4 separate regions of the Sus scrofa genome follow, and all the other regions are linked to region 1. A link is a contact called in public HiChIP or PLAC-seq and promoter capture Hi-C data. All regions are on one chromosome and are shown on one strand. The core of a region is the stretch at or near the end of the contact, and the rest is flanking DNA. Distances in the headings are between cores, read along the strand shown. Region 1 holds the start of MTCH1 (mitochondrial carrier 1). Region 2 holds the start of SRSF3 (serine/arginine-rich splicing factor 3). Region 3 overlaps LOC102161912 (a long non-coding RNA gene). Region 4 holds the start of CDKN1A (cyclin-dependent kinase inhibitor 1).

Evidence for each region. Promoter capture Hi-C pulls out the DNA fragments that hold promoters and counts their contacts. HiChIP or PLAC-seq counts read pairs in DNA pulled down with a chosen protein or histone mark.
Region 2: an H3K27ac HiChIP or PLAC-seq map of alveolar macrophages shows a contact between it and region 1. The contact joins the promoter of SRSF3 here to the promoter of MTCH1 in region 1. A contact is called at or near these places in 1 of 47 Hi-C or Micro-C datasets (liver) and 1 of 2 datasets of contacts at active chromatin or transcription factors (alveolar macrophages).
Region 3: a promoter capture Hi-C map of liver shows a contact between it and region 1, with 4 times the contacts expected there. The contact joins the enhancer-like site here to the promoter of MTCH1 in region 1. A contact is called at or near these places in 1 of 5 promoter capture datasets (liver), 5 of 47 Hi-C or Micro-C datasets (embryonic fibroblasts, liver, omental adipose tissue and 1 more) and 2 of 2 datasets of contacts at active chromatin or transcription factors (alveolar macrophages and skeletal muscle).
Region 4: a contact with region 1 is called in an H3K27ac HiChIP or PLAC-seq map of alveolar macrophages. The contact joins the promoter of CDKN1A here to the promoter of MTCH1 in region 1. A contact is called at or near these places in 1 of 5 promoter capture datasets (liver) and 1 of 2 datasets of contacts at active chromatin or transcription factors (alveolar macrophages).

The regions. Positions count from the first base shown.
Region 1 is chr7:32,634,015-32,637,396 of Sscrofa11.1, forward strand. MTCH1 (mitochondrial carrier 1) reads right to left here and starts at 1,561. Exons shown (of 12, transcript NM_001244167.1): 1 at 1,205-1,561. The coding sequence starts at 1,525. LOC110261512 (a long non-coding RNA gene) reads left to right here and starts at 1,557. Exons shown (of 2, transcript XR_002345692.1): 1 at 1,557-1,655.
Region 2 is chr7:32,287,722-32,291,103 of Sscrofa11.1, forward strand. SRSF3 (serine/arginine-rich splicing factor 3) reads left to right here and starts at 1,743. Exons shown (of 6, transcript XM_021098646.1): 1 at 1,743-1,879.
Region 3 is chr7:32,307,074-32,310,455 of Sscrofa11.1, forward strand. All of the region lies in intron 3 of LOC102161912 (a long non-coding RNA gene), which reads right to left. Among named protein-coding and RNA genes, the nearest start is that of SRSF3, 19 kb to the left of the region's middle. Within about 2 kb of position 1,683, at least 15 of the 83 cell types and tissues checked have an H3K27ac peak or open chromatin away from gene starts, as enhancers often do. A contact at or near this core is called in alveolar macrophages and liver, where this site is marked.
Region 4 is chr7:32,352,919-32,356,300 of Sscrofa11.1, forward strand. CDKN1A (cyclin-dependent kinase inhibitor 1) reads left to right here and starts at 1,858. Exons shown (of 4, transcript XM_013977858.2): 1 at 1,858-1,987.

The sequences.
Region 1 (3,382 bases), core at 311-2,810:
TCTTCAGATATCAGTCTCCAGGCCGGAACCATCCTCTACAGGGTGCCCATCTCAGTCACACCCACCGAATTCTGCCAAATGCACTTCCTCCATCCCAGACCCACCCCCTTCCAGCTCCATCTCTCCCTTTCTTAAGCAACCCAATTCATCTGTCAGGCACTGCTGGTCCCCCCAAACATGCCAACCGCCCCTGCATGCCTCCATTCCAGAGACATCCTACCTTGGTCTCATTTTCTGCCAGCCCCTGCACATCCTGCCACCTTGTGCTTAAAATGCCCCTTCTGCCCAATTCCAATTTGCCTGTAACCCTTCAGCCCATACCCCTCCCCAACCATGACTTCAATTTTCTCCTCCAAATGCGTCATCCTTTCCCCCCAAAAGCCTCCTCCTAGCTCCCCTTTCCAGACAAACCTCCACTACCCCTCCCCCGCCCCCGTGTCGCCCTATCTGTTCCCCTCCCCCAAGGCACGTCATCACCGTCCCCTCCTCCCATCAAATCTGCCGTCGCCATCAAGTCCAGAGCCCCCATCTCCTTAAAACGATAGCTCTCCGGTGTTAAATCCTTTGCCTCCGCCCTTTCGCACCAAATTCTGTCACCGTTAAATTTAATGCTCCCGTCCCCTCCTCCCCGGAGTCTGATGCCCCTTTTTCTTTCTTAAACGTTTGGACCAGACTCTCTAGTCCTTTGTTTCCTCCAAACCACTGTAAGTCCATCTCTATTAAATCCAGAGTTCTTGCTTCCCTTCACCTTAAATGTGCCCATCTTCTGAATACTCTGCCTTGGCCCCCAAACCTCCTCCTCAGCCATTTGCCAAAACTTCCCGCCCCCCCCATCGTTGCTTCTTTCCTCACCCCCAAATGCTGCCCCTTCCCTCCTAGTGCAAGTTCATCGCCTCCATTCTTTCATTTCCCAAACCTGTCATCCGTTCCATCGTCCCCTCCCCCTGCACCTCGTTCCTTCCTCTCTCCCAAATCTGACGCTGACCTTTTGCCCCTTCTCTTGCACCCCCAAACCCATGCCCCTTGCATCCTCAAATCACTTGCCGCTTTCCTCCTCTCCCACTCCTACCGCGCATCAACCCGCCGTCCCCGCCCCTCTCCTCAATACACCGCCATTGCCTCCCCCGCCCCCATCCTTCTCCAGACCCTGGCCTGTCACCTTCACATCGGCCCCCGCCTCCCTAAGACGCCCCTGGCTCCACACCTGGATGAGCAGCTTCACGTAGAGCAGCGGGTGACTGAGAGCCGTCACTCCTGCACCCAGCGCCACGAAAAGAGCCTCGGTGGTCGGGGCGTTGTCCCCGGAGCCCAGGCCCCCGGACGCGCCGTCCATCCTGCGGGCGGAGGGTTGCGCCGCAGGCCGAGGGTGGCGCGGGTGCGCGCGGTGTGCGGGCGGCGGGTCGCGAGCCCGGGCCTCGACCCCCGCCGCCGCTCCGCCGCGAGCTCCTGCTCCTGCTCCGGCTCCCGCCATTCCCGCGGCACCGCCGCGAGCCCAGGGCGCCACTTCCGGGTCCGAAGCCCCCATGGCGCCGGGCGGCGAGGTCACTCCCCCGTCACGTGACGGGCGGGCGCACCGCCCCTAAGCGCGTCGGGGGTGGGGCCGGGCCTCACCACTCGCGGCCGCGGGGGTGTGCGGCATCGTGGGACGGCTGGCGGTAAGCGCCAGTTGTGGGCCCCGGGTCGGGGTTGGGGCCTGGCTCTGCACTGGGCTGTGGCCCGGGGGTCAGTGGTTGCGGGCGACCCAGACTGTAGGCTCAGAGACCGTGAAGGCCGCCGCCAGCGCGGGAGCTCCCCCGGGGGGCCAGGAGAGCGGCGGGGGCGGTGCTCGGATGCTCCGCAAACGCCCTCAATTTGGTCTGAGGCGCTTGCAAGCCCCTTCCCTGGCTCGGAGTGTTGTCCGCAGTTCTGGACCCGACTCTTTGCGGCCCGGATCCCAGTCCTGCGGCCTCCTGCTGCTGGCCGAACCCCTCCGCGTTCTCCAGCCTCGGCATACTCCCTTTCCCTCCCCCCCAGGCCAAATCCGGCTGCCCCCTCGGCAGTTGTGGTCATTCTGCTTTGCAGTTGAGCCTCCGCCAACCTCCCTCACAGTTGCTGGTTAGAAAATACGTTTGCTCAAAAGTACTTGCGTATCTACTTCACTAGATGGAAAGGTTTTAACCAGTTTAAGCTTGCGTATCTCCTTCACTAGATGTGAAGGTTTTAACTAGTCAGCATGAGCACACGCAGGCATTGTGTTAGGCTCTGATAGTCTAATCTTTAGTTAATAAAAATGAATAATAATTGGCTCTTAAATTGCATTTACTACGTCCAGACGTTTTTAAAAGTGCTTTGCAACATGTCAACTCTAGTATGATCCTCACAACAGCCCTGTGAAGAAGTTGCCTATTCCAGCAAGTGCCCTGTTCATGTTTGTAAGCGTGCCCTCCCCCTGCAACAACACCTAAAACCTGCTAGTTAGTTGTGGAGATGCAAAAGAAAAGTAGCTGTTTAAATGGAAAGAAATCCAGTACCCTAGAGTTGGGAGGGACACAGCCATGGGGGAGCTGATCCCTTTGTCTGTACTCATCCTGTGTTCATTGTGGGAAGGTTCCTCAGAATAGACATCTACCTTCTGACGGCTTAGTCCGGGTTTCCTGAAGTCTGCCCTTCTTGCCGCCTAAAAGCCCCCCCCCCCATTACTCCTGACAACAAATACTCTGTATACTTTCCACATTCAAATCCTGTCAGTCTACCTGTCCCCTTGGTCTCGCCCCTACCCTGGCTTCACTAACCCAAGTTTGTTCTGGTCTGGAACACTGTAAAGCATCCTAGCTCTTTCAAGTGTTACCCTTTCAAATACACCTTTCATCAAACCTACCTCCCACCCCTAGGAGCACTTTTTTTGTGTGTGTGGCCCGGCCTACAGCATGTTGAAGTCTGAGCCAGGGATTGAACCTGCACTACAGCAGTGACCTGGGCTGCTACAATGACAATGCCAGATCCTTAACCTGCTGAGCCACCAGGGAACTTCAGGAGTGCTTTTTTTTTTTTTTTAAGGGCCACAGGTGTGACATATATAAGTTCCCAGGCCAGGGGTCAAATTGGAGCTGTAGCTGCCAGCCTACACCAAAGCCACAGCAACTCCAAGTCTAAGCAGCACCTATGACCTACACCGCAGCTTGCCACAATGCCAGACCCTTAACCCACCGAGCAAGGCCAGGGATTGAACCCATATGCTCATGGATACTTGTTAGGTTCTTACTGTGCTGAGCTACAAGGGGAACTCCAGGAGCACTTTAATGACTTCCTTGCTTAGCATTAGCTCCACTGAGCAGCCTGGGTGTATGTACTTAGAGCTGTAAAGCAGTTAGCTCTGGGCTGGTTAGTGGACCCTATGGTTCTG
Region 2 (3,382 bases), core at 493-2,992, 350 kb before region 1:
TAAGGATCCAGTGTTGCCATGAGCTGTGGTGTAGGTGGCAAACACAGCTCGGATCCCATGTTGCTGTGGCTCTGGCGAAGGCCAGCAGCCTACAGCTCTGATTAGACCCCTAGCCTGGGACCCTCCCTATGCCACAAGTGCAGCCCTAGAAAATACAAAAAGACAAACAAAGTTGAAGTTCCTGTAAGTGGGGAGACTGCATGTAACAACCCTGCAAGGCTTGGTGTAGTTACCCATTTTACAGAGAGGAAACTAATATTGAGATGGTAAGGGATATTTCTCCAGACACTTTAGCAGTAAGTAGCAGCAGTACTGTGGGTCCAAATATAGGACTGTCTGACTTCAATGGCTTTGCTTTGATAGAAGGAAATAAAAAGAGGAGAAAAGCTTACACAGGAAGAGAGGAGCAAATCAAAGCAAATAGAAGTAAGCCAGAATAGAAAAACATTTAGAGAAGGAAAGAAGAGGAAGAGAAAAGCTTTGCTAGAATTCCTACCTGGGAAAAACCCAGGTAAGACCAGCTCAGGGCTTGGCTCAACAAATGTAGTTTCCATTCTCCCTCTTCCCTTGCCAGTATGAAATCCTCGTTTTTTACAGGTGTGAAAACTCAGAAACAGTAAGTCGTGTCTCCACCCCACATGGATAGATAAACTTCTTAGAGCCACAATAAGAGAATATCTGGGAAAAGGAAAGCAGTGAATGTTTGGCATATCTTTCAGCTACTGGTGGAAAAATACAAGTTATTATTTTTCTTGAGAGCAGATTTAGATACGTTAGTAAGTCAGACTCCACTGAAAGGGGAGGAAACCAGGCAACCCTCTTAGCTGAACTCACTGTTCCAGAGAGGAAGATCTTGGTGATTTTTCTAACAAACCATTGGTATTTCTCTCCCAATAGTTAATTTCGTGGCTCAGTTCTTTTCAGAGGAAGTGGAAAGCAGAGAGGAAGGTGTTAGTGAACCATAGACCCCCCACCTCTGAGCCCCGGTCAGTACAACAGCCTTTGCCAGAAGACAGACTGGTATTCGTTGCGGAGGAGAGGGGTGCCGAATTCAATCTCCTCAGGAACTTCCTTTTATACTGTTACTAAATGCGATACTTTCTGGATGGCCTGACCCGTCTCATTTGCCTTTGAGTTTCTATTAAACATTTCAAGAGTCCAAAATGATGACGCCATCGTCTCTGCCAAATCGTGCAGTTTGGGTGAGAGGTGGCAGACCAGCCAGAGTTGGGCCGACTTTCCGTGACTGGGCTTTTCCCCAAGTGTGGGACCCGGAGGGGCACAGTGTGGTGACAGCGGGTTCACAAACAGCCCCGTGACCTTGGGAGCAACTCCGAAGCACGTTTGTAAACGTGATGGTCTCAGTTCCTGCCTAACCGCTCATGCGGAGCAGTAATTAATGAACTCATTTTATACTGTAATCTTATTGGGTGCAAAAGGCTCTATCAGTGTTTGGGTGTGACCGGCGATGATGTTATTAAATCCCTATTAATAGGCTATTTGGAGATGAGGGAGAGGTGACTGAGGAGAACTCGGCAACAGGAGAATTACACCGAGGGAGCTCTGGCCCTGAGGCACGACGGCTGCGCGCGTCTCCACCGACGAGGCAGCACAACCAGAGAAGGCTCTCAGCAACCGCGGTTCTCGCAGCGTTTGTGGCCATTACGTCACGGTCTTCTTCGCCTCTCATTGGGCGAACCCGTCCAATCATGTGACTCCAGGATGGCTTATAAATACAGGCGAGGAGACGGTGTTGGTCCGCCATTTCGTGGACGCCGGATCGGGGAGAGTATCTGCTGGAGCCAGGCGGGAGGGGAGTGGGAAGAGACAGCCGCGGGTGCGTGGATTTGAGTCTTCGCATTTCTAATCTAAGATCTCGGTAAGAGACCCAGCGACTAAAGGAATGAGGTGGGAAATGGGCCTTAACAGGACCGAGGTGGGGCCAGGCCCAATGGCGGCGCCAGATTGAGACAAAGAGACGCTGCCGCCATTTTGTGACGTTCAACACGGGGCGGTGGAGGGGGCTCCCGGCCCCCCGGAGCAGGCACCCAGGCTTCCAAGTGGAGGTGCTTATAACCCTTCCCTGGGGGGCTGAATCGGGAAGTGAGATTGCTCGAGTTGAGGCAAAGGGGGTATCGGTAATCGGTTGTACTCTAGATCGCGGCCATTCAATTTATGGCGCCTTTTTTTTCTTTTTGCCCACGTTTCCTTAAGTAGCGGCTTAGGATTTTTTTTCTTCAAGTCACTACTCAAGACTGGACCCTTCGATCCATATTTGAGGATTTCTCTACTTTCTTTCATTTTCGTGTTACTTTAACTTCACTTTTTACAGCCTGAATCCAATAACTATTTTTTTTTAAGCTGATCTTTCTTGAGCTGTATTGTTCTTATAGCTGCTTCGCATTAAAACTGGTCAGGGTAAAGTTTTTGGGAAAGATTAATTCACCAACAATGGGTTTGGTCTCGGAACTTCTGGGCACAGGGCGGGGTCACACAAATAGGATGTGTCTGGGCGGGTATTTTTTTTTTTTTTAATTGGATAACGTGTTTATGAAAAGCCCTTAAGCTGAGTTTTTGGACAGGCTGCTTTTCGTATGTAATCTACAAGTTGATTAGATTCGTTGCTGAGGCGGCTTTATTAGTATTGAAGGTTTTTCAAATGTAAACTAAAGTGCCTTAAGTTCTTGCACAACAAATAATCTATTTTTTTCCCCATGAGGTGGAGTTAATGTAACATTCATTTTAAAGTGCACGATTCAGAAGCATTCGATACCTTCACAATGTTGTGTAACTATCACCTCTATCTAGTTTTAAAGCATTTTATTATACCCACTAAGGTGACCTGTACTGTTAAGCAGCCACTACCCTTTTGGCCTGCCCCTTTCTCTCCCGCAGCCCCTGGTAGCTACTAATCTGTCTCTGGATTTACCCGTTTCGGATATTTCACATACATGGGATGGTATTACGTGTATTTTTTTTGTCTGATATCTATAACTTAGCATGCTTTCACGTTTTGTCCATGTTTATGGGTACTCGTTCCTGAATACTCCATTGTATGGGTAATAATTTTGCTTCTCCATTTTGTTGCTGGACATTTGGGTTAACACCTTTCGGCTGTTGAGGGTAGAACAAGATATATATTTTTAAAAAACAAGTTTGTCCTGCTTGAGTAAAGTTTTGGCTTGTGAAGGCACATTACTATCACTTTTTTAGTGGTTTAGCCTTAACTGCTGTCTTGTCTTCACTTGTCATTTTGTTTTGTAGTCTCCAGGTTTTGCTTTTAATCCTACTTTTCAAAGTTGTTCCTCCCCCCCCTTCAGATAACTGAAATAGGTTTAAGTCTCTCAGTTCCCATTTTGTGGCATATGCTCCCCTACTGTTT
Region 3 (3,382 bases), core at 433-2,932, 330 kb before region 1:
TCTGGTGCCACACAAACCCCCCCCATCAGCCTTGGTTTCAATATCAGGGTGGAGCAGCATTGTGGGTGGGGGCACTGTGTTCCTAGGTCACAAACACGCTGGTAACAGATGGTGCCTCTGGAGTGTGGGAGAGAACAACAGGTGGGCTACCTATCCCCCCAGGATTTAAAAAGTATTATTTATCAGCATTTGCCTTTTGAAAGAAGCAATCTGCTTACAAATGGTAGGGCGTTTAGAAATTTGTTTTTTTTTTTTTTTTTTTTCAGAAAAGCATCATTAGAAGACATTTCTTATCAAAGTATAATAGCTTTTGTCTTTTGTCTTTTTAGGGCTGCACCTGCAGCATATATATAGAAGTTCCCAGGCCAGGGGTCAAATCAGAGCTACAGCTGCCAGCCTATACCACAGCCACATCAATGGGATCTGAGCTGTGTCTGCGACCTGCACCACAGCTCACAGCAACACTGGATCCCTGAATCACTGATTGAGGCCAGGGGTCAAACCCTCAGCTTCATGGATACTAGCAGAGTTCATTACTAATGAGCCACAAAGTGAATTCCCAGTATATTAGCATTTTTATTTAGAAAATGTATTCTGTTGCCACTGAAGAGAAGCAAGCAATGTTTTTATACAGAAACATGCTGTGTGTGTGTGTGTGTGTGTTTGCCATTTCTAGGGCCGCTTCCTGCAGCATAGACCCCAGGCTAGGGGTCTAATCAGAGCTGTAGCCGCCGACCTACACCATAGCCACAGCAACATGGGATCCGAGCCGCGTCTGCGACCTACACCACAGCTCGTGGCAACACCGGATCCTTAACCCACTGAGCAAGGCCAGGGATCGACCCCGAAACCTCATGGTTCCTAGTCAGATTCGTTAACCACTGTGCCACGATAGGAACTCCCAGAAACAAATGCTTTTTATTTTATTTTTTATTTTTTTGTCTCTTCGTCTTTTCTCGGGCTGCACCCACAGCATATGGAGGTTCCCAGGCTAGGGATCCAATTGGAGCTGCTGCCGTCAGCCTACGCCAGAGCCACAGGAACTTGGGATCCAAGCTGTGTCTGTGACCTACACCACAGTTCATGGCAACGCCAGATCATTAACCCAGTGAGCGAGGCCAGAGATCGAACCCTCAGCCTCATGGTTCCTGGTTGGATTCGTTAACCACTGAGCCACTACGGGAACTCCAACAAATGCTGTTTAAAAGTAAGTTCAGGGAGTTCCCATCGTGGCGCAGTGGTTAACGAATCCGACTAGGAACCATGAGGTTGCGGGTTCGAGCCCTGCCCTTGCTCAGTGGGTTAACGATCCGGCGTTGCCGTGAGCTGTGGTGTAGGTTGCAGACGCGGCTCGGATCCTGCGTTGCTGTGGCTCTGGCATAGGCTGGCGGCTACAGCTCCGATTGGACCCCTAGCCTGGGAACCTCCATATGCCGCGGGAGCGGCCCAAGAAATAGCAAAAAGACCAAAAAAAAAAAAAAAAAAAAAGTAAGTTCATACACTGGAAACTTTGGATGGAACAGGCTGTTATTTATTAATCAACCTGACCTTGACCTAGAGCAGGTCCCTCAGAAGCAGGTTCCTACAGCATTGCTCTGCTGGGAAAGGCTTGTCTCTAAGGCCGTGTGGTCACGTTGCAGGAGAAGGAGAGGTTCTGCTTTCTTCAGAGTTGGAAGACTGACCTTGATCAAACTGCTATGCGACTGTATACCCGCTCCTGGCACGTCACTGTGGCCTCTCGTGATAGTAAAGCCTTTGGCCTCTCTGGGAACTCAGTCTCCACAGCCGAGAAGTAGCAGCCACGCTACTTCCCTTCTAGGCTGGTTGGGACAAAACCTGAGGTAAAGCTTCAACAGCTGCCTGGCAGAGAGGAAGCCCTAAAAGTTGCCAGGCTCATCATTATTCACATTAGCTCTACTCCAACTCCTTTAATTACTCATTTTTAATTCAAAGGTAATCTGTGACATGGTAGAAAAATTAGAGAACGAACTTAAAACAAAAAAGGAAGAAAGTGACCCAATAGCTTCTGGTTTCTGTGTTTTTCTATCCTGTTTTCTTTACAATGTGTGCTTGGAATGGGAAGTATCTTCATTTGCACTTGGGGGTGTTGGAGAGGTGATATCATGGCCCCACTCTGCAAAAGAGGAAACTGAATTCCAGAAAGAGGAAGTGCCTCCCCCAAGGTCATGCAGATAGTAGGAAGGTTAAGCCAGGTTTGAAACCCACAGCCACTGAGTCCAAGCCCAGCACTTTCGTCAGGACCAGGAGGGACTTCAGAAGAGTCTCAGACACCTGCCCCCAAGGCTCCATGTGTGCAGGAAGCCTGTGCCTATAATAGCATATTTGCTTCATGATGACTTCAGGTACTTAACGATTCCCCACTGAAGTTCGTATTCTGTAGCCTCCCCAGTCCTAGAGTCCTAAGAGTGGGCAGACTGTGCATAAATAACTCACTTAGGGTTTTTGGATCCCTGAGTTTTGCTTTCCTAAGGATACTGGGTTGGCACCGTCTTAAGGTCTGCAGGCACGTAAGTCCTTCTGGGCTTTTCCCTCGCTCTTTTTTTTTTTTCCCCCCGGCTTTTTAGGGCCGCACCCATGGCATATGGAGGTTCCTAGGCTAGGGGTCGAATCAGAGCTATAGCTGCCAGCCTATACCACAGCCACAGCAATGCAGGATCCAAGCCCTGTCTGCAACCTACACTGTAGCTCATGGCAATGTCAGATCCTTAACCCACTGAGTGAGGCCAGGGATTGAACCCGCATCCTTATGGTTCCTAGTCGGATTCACTTCCACTGTGCCACGACGGGAACTCCTTCCCTCACTTTTTTTTTTTTTTTTTTTTGGTCTTTTCTAGGGCCGCTCCTGTGGCATATGGAGGTTCCCAGGCTAGGGGTCTAATCAGAGCTATAGCCGCTGGCCTAGACCAGAGTCACAGCAATGTGGGATCCGAGCCACGTCTGCAACCTCCACCACAGCTCATGGCAATGCTGGATCCTTAACCCACAAGCAAGGCCAGGGATCAAACCGGCAACCTCATGGTTCCTAGTTGGATTCATTAACCACGGAGCCATGACGGGAACTCCCTTTTTTTTTTTTGTCCTCCTTTTTTTTTTCCCTCACTTTTAAAGGGTGCTTTTTGGGAGTTCCTGTCATGGCTTCATGGTAACGAAGCCATGGGGACACAGGTTTGATTCCCTGACCTCAATCAGTGGGTTAAGGATCCAGCATTGCCATGAGCTGTGGTGTAGGTCACAGACACAGCTCAGATCCTGTGCTGCTGTAGCTGTGGCCAGCAGCTATAGCTCCAATTCAATCCCTAGCCTGGGAGCATCCATATGCCACAGATGAGGCCCTAAAAAAGCAAAAAAAAAAAAAAAAAAA
Region 4 (3,382 bases), core at 608-3,107, 280 kb before region 1:
ATTCAATACAAGCCTTCATTAAAATTTTTTTTCCCCAAAGTAAACAGACTAACAATGTCAAGTCTATTTGAAATGCCTGAAAGCCAAGGGGATTCAAGGCAGTAGGAGGATGTGTCTGTTCTCTGCTGGACATTTGACAACTTAGCCTTTGGGTGGTGTGGCCATACGGGTGCACCGGAGGTGGGGAGGGCTGCTGCAGAGGTCCCTCGGCCTTTTTGAGATGCTTTTGAATTCTGGCTGCAATCCTGGCCTGACTCGAATATCAGGTCAGAAAGGGGGGCTGGTAATGTCCCCTCCCACCCCTGCCCGGGCTCCTGCCCAGGCTGTAGAGGAGAGGGAGGCCTGTCCTCCCCGAGGTCAGCTGCATTAGAGGAAGAAGACTGGGCATGTCCGGGCAGAGATTTCAAGACACTGAACAGCCCTAGATGTCAGTAATTGTAGCTGCTCCAAGCCTGGATTCTGTTTTTTAGTGGGATTTCTGTTTAGATGAACACTGTGTTCTATGTTATTTTTTAAAAGCAGAAGGTGTAAATGTTTTTGGTGAGGGGAGGAAAAAAGGTGAGGTTCAAGAAGGGCTGGGAGGGTGAAGGTGGGGGGAAGCACCTCACTGGTTTTTGTATCTCTCAGAAACACAGGTGGACATTTCCAGAATTGTCTCTCAACAATGTCACCTCAGTATACTGCCTGGAAATGAGGGGTGCAGGGGGTTTCCCTCATTCTAGAGCCACTGAAATAGAGAGGACAAGGAGCAGAGAGCTCTGAGTGAGAGGCAAAAGGCTTATGTTCCAACCGTCACCATTCATTTGCTATTTTACCTGAGTCAGGCCACCAAGCCTCAGTTTCTCAGCGGTGTATGTGGGCTGTGTGGGGACTATCCAGGAAATAACCCACCCACCAAATCCCTTTCCTAGCCATCAAATCTGCTGCAATCACAGAGCTTTCTTCTGCTGAGGTGAGAGGGAGGTGGGTGCAGGGAGTGAGGAGGAGGGGGGAGGAAGACTAGTTCAGGGTCCCTTTTCCTTTGGAGACCCTTTTCTTAGCAGTGTCCCCAGTCCTTTCCTTCCCTGGGGCATTTGACAAATAACAGCTTTTCACCTCTTTAGTTCTGTGGGTCTCAGTTTCCCATCTGTGAAATAAAGGGAATTAAATCCTGTAGGGCCTCCAAGAATGCTTTGGTGGGGATGTCTGGATGCCTCAGTGATGGGGAGAGGTAGTGTAGTGAGGGACCGGTGGGAATAGTGGTGGTATAGTGAGGCTTTTCTGGGAATTGTAAAGCCAGGTGTATCTTGTAGTAGTAGTAGTAGTAGTAGTAGTAGTAGTAGTAGTAGTAGTAGTAGTAGTAGTAGTAAAGGATGTTATTTGTTAATGTCACCCCTTGTGGTCTATTCAGCTGCTTTGGGTAAATCTTTGCCCAGAGGCAGTCGGCAGTGGACCTGAGAGGGGGTTTGTCCACGATGCCGACACCTGAAGGAGAATGCCAACTCACTCCCCACTTAAAAAAACAAACAAAAAAAAAACCCAAAAAACAAAAAAACAGATTTGGGGCCCAATTCTGGGGCGGGAGGAGGGGCGGGAGAATGTGTCAAGCGTACAGACTCGGGAATGGGGAGGAGGGAAGTGACTTCGCGAGGCTGGCATCAGAGCTCTGAGCCAAGGGAAGCCGCCAAGAGCCTGGGTCCTCCTGGTGCGAGGCGGTCCCTAGCACGCTGTGGGCGGAGCATCAGGTCCCGCCTCCCGAGTCCTTTTATGAGCGCTGAGCCGGGCGGCGCCAGCTGAGGTGTGAGCAGCTGCCAGAGTCGGTAGTTGGGAGATCCGGAGCTGGGCGCGGATTCTCGGAGACACCGACCCTCAGAAGAGGTGAGGGAGCCAGGGCAGGCAGGAGCGGATCCCCGGCTGCGGCTCTGAGCTGAGCAGAGCGTGTCCGCGTGCGTGTCGGCGCACCTCCGTGGGTGTGTCCGTGGGGGCGTTGTATGTGCTGTGTTCACAGGTGAACGGCGTGCTTGGGTCTGTGCGTGGGTCTCGGTTTTGCGCACACGGGGGTCTGTACGTGCGCCTGGGACCGGGGCCGGGATGTGCGGAAGGCTCTGGGCAGGGAGAGGGGGCACGAATATCGAGGATCCTCGCCGGGCTCCCTCCGCTTGAAACTGCTGGGGCCAGGGAAGTATTGGACCGGACCGTGGGTGCGCCCTGGGCGCCCGGCTTGGCGCGGTCAAGGCGTGGGGATGAAGCCCTGTCCACGGAGGGCTCCAGGAGGGGCGTGGAACGCCGAGCAGGGCAGGTTCATCTGAGATCCGTTCCGCGGTGGCTCTTGGATCCAGTCAGTGAGGCCCCAGCCCAGACCCCCGAGGTCTGGGTCCCTAGCGCTGCCGTGTCCGCCAATAGGCTGGGCGCTGAGGTCAGCGCGGACTGTCCTCAGCCCTTGGGAACGTGTCGGGACACGTCCCTTAGGGGTAAGCAAAGAGGTGACTCTCGGTGACAAGAAGACCCTGGAGGAACGGGCTGGGTGAGGTCAGAACTCCGCCAGCGCTGGGAGACCATGGCTCCCCCAGAAGTCCCCTTCCCTGCGTCCCCATGGTCTCTGACCCCCTTCAGCACAGTGACTTATTTGCCTGGCACAGAGTGTTCCCAGGGAAGCCGGGACGCCGGGAGGTCCACCACTGGGTTCCGGTCCCCGCCCCGCGGCGCACCCTCGGGGACCTGGAGTCGCGGCCCCGCGATGGGTGGGCTTGTGCCTGTCAGTTCGAGAAGCATAAAGGCCGGACCTAACTTTCTCGCACCGCCTCCTAGAGAACCCCTGCCCAGCCTGCAGCTGGGTCGGGCGTGTGGACTCAGGGGCGAGAACCGAGGCCGGCTCCGCTGCGCTGCGGGATACGCAGCCCCCGCCGGGGTGGGAGGCAGGAAGGGGTCGCGACTTTGAGAAATGGGGCTTCAGGGTGCGACACTGTTCAGGGCCTCTTTCACCTGCATTCGTGGGCTGCAGTCACCCCAGCCTAGTCCAGAATTCCGTCTCCGAGGGTGACCCGGCTGAGCGGAGCTGGAGGGCGAGTCTCCCTTCGGGCGCCGCCGCCGCCGCGAGAGGACTACCGTGCGTCGGTTTTGTCCGCCGGGTCCGGGGGCCCTCGGGGGACACTTGCGCCCTCCTCGTGCGGAAAAGAATTTTGGAAATGGGTTTGGCACTTTAGGCCGTCTAGGCAACTCCCTCCCTCCTTCCCTTCCTCCACGTTGCGTTTCGGGGAGGACTTTCGAGCGGTTTTGTTTTCGTTGCTCCCGTCTATTTTTATTTTCCAGGGATCTGACTCATCCCCTGGTTTGGGCGTGGAGATAAGGTGGAGAGACCAGATCTCTGCGCGCGCCTGTGCGCGCGCGTGTGTGTGTGCGTATG